Regions from separate parts of the Zea mays genome. Here region 1 is linked to region 2. A link is a contact called in public Hi-C data. All regions are on one chromosome and are shown on one strand. Each heading gives the region's core, a stretch centred on a gene start, on an enhancer-like site or on the middle of the called end of the contact. The rest is flanking DNA. Distances are from core to core; before and after follow the strand shown. Region 1 has its middle 48 kb from the start of LOC109944191. Region 2 holds the start of LOC100285430.

What was found. A called contact is a pair of places that touch in the nucleus more often than the background predicts.
Region 1: a Hi-C map of leaf shows a contact between it and region 2, with 4 times the contacts expected there. The contact joins the enhancer-like site here to the promoter of LOC100285430 in region 2. A contact is called at or near these places in 2 of 25 Hi-C or Micro-C datasets (ear and leaf).

The regions. Positions count from the first base shown.
Region 1 is chr2:58,673,006-58,675,705 of Zm-B73-REFERENCE-NAM-5.0, forward strand. No RefSeq gene overlaps it. Among protein-coding and RNA genes, the nearest start is that of LOC109944191, 48 kb to the right of the region's middle. Within about 2 kb of position 1,281, at least 17 of the 20 cell types and tissues checked have an H3K27ac peak or open chromatin away from gene starts, as enhancers often do. A contact at or near this core is called in ear and leaf, where this site is marked.
Region 2 is chr2:58,265,923-58,268,622 of Zm-B73-REFERENCE-NAM-5.0, forward strand. LOC100285430 reads right to left here and starts at 1,430. Exons shown (of 8, transcript NM_001158323.2): 1 at 124-1,430. The coding sequence starts at 792.

The sequences.
Region 1 (2,700 bases), core at 31-2,530, 410 kb after region 2:
TAAAAACATTCGGAAGTTAAACTTCGTCTCGAAAGTTAGGTGATATCGTCAGAAGTTAGCCTCTCAGAATAATACGACTGGAAATGACTCATGGACGGGTGCATGGACGGTCGTAGACGCGAGGGCAGTACGGGGCCATGCTCGGGCATAGGGGAGTTGCAACAGCGTGCACTACGTCGTGGGAGTGGCACAGTGACGGCGCTGTTATCGCAACAGGGTGGAGCTACAACAGCGAGGCGGGCATGATGGGGTGCAGATCATGGGGGTGGCGCGACGGCATGGGAGGTGGCAACAGGAGGCTACAGTGGTGGCGGTAGGCACAAAAAGCCGGGGGCGTGGCCGTCGAATAGCTGGGCTCCGTCTTCGCCCGTTAGGTCATAATAGCTAACTTCAGAAAGTTAGCGATGGTCATCGGAAGTTAGAGAGTAATGGAAGTTACTTAACTTGCGAGAGCTATAATAACCCGTCAGAAGTTAACATGTTGTTGAAAGTTTATGGTTTTGATGTAGTAGATATGATTTTTGTATCCGCTTTTGTTAGAATAACTAGAATATCATGAATATACTATATGTTTTGAAATAGTATGATAATTTATACCTCCTCCATTCCAATTTATAATTTGTTTGACTTTTGTATCCAAATTTGATCGACTTGTCTTATTCAAGAAAGTTATAATTATTGTTAGTTCTTACTATGATATCGTCTACTCTACAATATACTTTAAGTATGGCTTTCAATTTTTCATTTTTTTGCAAATTTTTTTAATAAGACGAGTAGACCAAACTTGGCACAAAAATTAAACGAATTATAAATTGGGACAGAGTGAGTATAAGTTAGTATTAAAGAGCGAGTGACAGAGACAACTTTAAAAACTTGAGAAAACTAAAAATATTAAATTCAAAAAGTAATCATAAGAACTAATTCATGAGTAATTTACAAATATGCTAATTATGTCTAACAAAATGTAGACTCATCTTTTGAGTTTTTATGCTCTACAGCCATCATGTTATAGTAGTATTGTTGAGTATTTTGAATTATTTTCGCTTAATGTAATACACCATTAAATATTGAACAATTAATCTAAAATCATGTTGCACAGTTTACTCTTTTTTTATATTACATAGAAGGCTTTTTAACTGATGTAGAATATGGAAGTAATAATGTGAGGAGTAATAATGTGAGGCCTTAGCTCTCTAAGCCCAGCGGCCCATGCACTACAGTGGTTCTAGGTCTCGTGTGTGTCCCTATGCGGATGAAGGTCTGGGCCAACCCAGCACCCATGCTGCACTGCACCCCTGCCATGTCCCGTGCCACCACAAGATGGCCCGACCAGTAAGGCTGGCACTAGCGCACCTACCCGCGACAGCCTCCCATTTAGAAAAACTAGGTCGTGGTCCAAATTTCAGTTGAGAGGCCACGCTGCCAATAAAAAGGGCCCGCTCAAACATTTCTGTGGGCTCTTGGAAGTTCCGAGCCAGCAACTCGCACGTCTATATAGAAGCTCTTGGCCTGAAATTTCATAAGGGTCTTACAAATTTTGTCCTAAAGAGTAGCAAGCCATCGACGACAATCGTTTTCCACCTTTACTCTATGGTTTTTGCCATCGATTTTAACACTTTTTAGTGCTACCTCAACTAGAAGTGCTAAAGCAAATTAAGCACTAGATAAATCTTTTTGCAAATAATTTTAACGACCTTTCTCATGCACCTCACCACATCAATAAGTGCTTATGCGTATGCAAAAATAAATATACACTTAGTGAAACTAGATAACCATTACAACTAAGAGATTTCCCCTCTTTATAGTGCATCTATCTATTCTAAACGAAGTTAATTATTTCTCTACACAGCCTTTGACGGGTGAAATAATATTCCTACAAGCATGTCTTTCCTTTGCGCGTTCCATTCTATCTCCATGTTGCTGAAGCCACACAAGTCTTCGACCTCCATCAACAGATGATGAACAATGATCATCCATAGGTGTAGCCAATGACTCTACCTTTGATCATTGCCCATAACATGAAGTTTCTTCATCATCCACCCAAAAATGGTATGATCCACTTTATATCATCACATGATCTTATTGTTTCATGAATCAAAACTTCGTGTGCTCTTCACCGTTGCATTTGGTCCATCAGCTCCAAGTCCTTGCTCTAGCTTCACCTCCACATAGTCCATCACACCTAAGTCTCCAACTTGCCCTTTATACTAGCAATTGGTCTATGGTAGCGAAGCCATCTCTCTTGATTTTCTTCACCAAGCCATATGACATCATGTCATATCTTATATGTATTAAGCTCCTATAATCAACATTGTTTGAGCATTGTAACATCGGCGCCAAGTCCTTGTTGTATATTTATCGCCACACGGTTTCACATTCTAGCCTCCACTTGCGGTTCACTATAGCAACATGTTTGTCACAGCCAAGCCATGTATTTTGATCTTCTTCACCTTGCCACATATGATCATGTCATGTCTCATTTGAAATAAACTCCTTCAATGAACAATAGTTTAAGCATTGCAACATAACCAAGCCACATCACTACCATGACTCATATTGCTCACACTAGTGTACGTGTGAACTAATCAACTAAATACCTACGCACCTCAACTCAAACATATATTAGCCTATATAGGTTGTCACTTAATTACCAAAACCAAACTAGGACTTCACCCACCTTCCCTGCCAACTAATTGATTA
Region 2 (2,700 bases), core at 180-2,679:
TCTAGAATTATCTTCACATTTTACAATAAATGGTGATGAATATAGAACTGCTGTAAATGTCATAGCTCATAGGGTGGATCAAAGCTCATATAAAAAGAAAAACAAGACAAATAAAAATCATACCGAATCATCATAACTCGAGGCGTAACAGGGACCCTGTTCATCAGCACTATTGTAACCTTCACCATCAACGAGTGACCTAGGCGAAGAAGGACGAGAACCTGAAGCAGATGTCCGAGCTGCCACTGGTGGCCAAGCTACTGGTCTTCTTGGAGATCCAATCCGCACACTGTTGGAACTTCCAGGTCCCATTCTCCACAACCCACTATTCCCCAACAATGATTTTGGAGGCGGAGCTGGCGGTGGCGGCGGGTGCGATGCTGCACCCACCATCTGTGATGAATTAGTTCCTGACGGCACAGAATTTCCATGTTCAATCTGATCAGGGGTATGGAGCACTATCGGTTCCTCTACCAAGGAAGTGGGGTTGATTACATTAGAGTCATCCTTAGGAGGCTTCTCCCTGGCAGCCCTCTCCTCTGCGTAGCTCGAGCTCTCTGAAATGGTGTCATCCGTCCTCAAAAACTTAATTCTGCTACTGTTGTTCTCGTTGCCCTCATTTAAATGCTCAGTTACATCATCTATAGCCAATAGTTCTGGTAGCTGTGGCTGAGGTTGCAACGGCAACTCCTCCCGGGCAGCTGCTGCCGGCTGCTGCGCTGATTGCGAGCCCGAGCGGCCGGAGCTGGACGAGGAGCCGGCGGTCCCGCGCTGCACGAAGATCCTCGTCATCTCCCGCCAGGGTCGTCCTCAGCATCGAGCATGGGGGTTTGAGCTGAAACCCCAATCTTCCTAGAAAATTAACTACGCCCGAGCGTTCGCTTTCCAATCCCTCGCGTCAGCTAAGGTCGATCAATCTCGCGGGCTTCGTCGAAGATGAAAATCCCATCCGACCAAATTAGGGTTCCTTACCAACGAAAGAAATTCCCAGCCCGGGTCGATCTCCACTGCAGCGCAAATCCGATAGCAGTTGAGGAGGGGAGGAGGAGGAGGATGACGGGCGCGACAGAGATGGATGTGAGGTGAGAGCTCCTTCCGGCAGCCTTCCGTACTTCGTGGGTGGGAGAAGGCTGGTGGCGGGTTCGCGGTGCTGGCAAAAGGAGAGGACGATGGTGTGTGAGTGATGCTTTGAGGTCTGCCACGTTAGCTAGGGTTACCTTTTTTACATCAAACTGAAACGGATGTGCAAAATAAGCAAGAAAACGCAACACACAAATGTGCAAAATAAGCAAGAAACCATCCCATGACATATTGTTTTCAATTGTCGTCCTCCCCTTGCTAGCACCATCACCCATCCGCCTTCTCTTCAAACTCTAGCCCCGTCGCCGCACTTCGATCTAGAGGACACGTCCTCACCACCCTGTTCGTCCACCTTCCATGTCGGGTGGACCAGCTTTGAAACGACGTCGAGGAACTTCGCAAAAGAAGAGTTATGCTCCATCACATACGATGCAGGAGCAAGCGAAATCCATCGACCGAAGCAGCACGAGGCGATCAAGCAGGGATTGTAATAGAGGTCCTAGCATTCTAGGGGTCCCAGACGAAAACTAATTTAGAGGTCCCTATTATCTCTCACTCTATATATATTATATATCTAATATATATTTACATATAAAGTTTTTGAAAACATGATTGTTGATCATAAATATTTTTTTTAATAATTTTAGTTTAAAAAAATTATGGTAGATAGAGCAGTCACTAAGATTCGATATGCAATAGAGGTATTAGGGTAACAATTCACCTCTACGACATTCTCGAAAATTCATGTAGCAGACAATGCACCATTCAAAAATCTTTTATCTTGGCCTTTTACTCACTTGGTGTCGAAGTAAAATAAGAGTTTGGGATAAAAATTTAGACTTTAAAATCCTACATAGAATATATCAATGAACAATCATTAGTTCATGAGATTGAAAAATACACACATATAACATATAATATAAGAATTAGTACACTATACACTACAGCTATAGTCATCTATCGAACACGCACTCAGGGTGTCGCCACGTCGTGTTAGGAGTCTACGATGATTTGTTTTCTCTGTGACTGCAATAGGCTCATCGATTTGTTTCTTAGATTTCCAACAAGCTACATCTAGGGGACAGACTATTAAATAGTGTTTGATCCAAAACCAATTACTAAATATCCATAACACAATATATACTTATACTTAATATATATTTAGGGGCCCTGGGCGGCCGCCCACTCTACCCACCCCCAGGGTCGGCCCTGTGTTCTTCATGCGAATCAATTAGATGTAAATATAGTGATAGAAGCTAAAATGATTAGTAACCATTAGAAGAAAATTTTCCTGAAGTAGTACAATATGTCATGGGATGGTTTCAACCAACTTTCTGCTGTAATCACCAATTCACCGTACCTAAAGAAGTCAAAGTGCATTGAAAGCTCTCGTAGATGCACTTGCTGATAATGTTGAGGGTCAAAATGTTGGGCAGACTGACAATTTCCCTTTTTTTCAAGTGGACATCCATAAACTTGTACAATTAGACTAATAGTTATACCTTTATGTGATTCATTGTTTCAGTTTGATGAATATCTTTGAATTGTGTATGTCCATATGGATATCTTCTAATTTTCATATACATCTACATATATGCCACTAGAGAGATAGTATTTCAT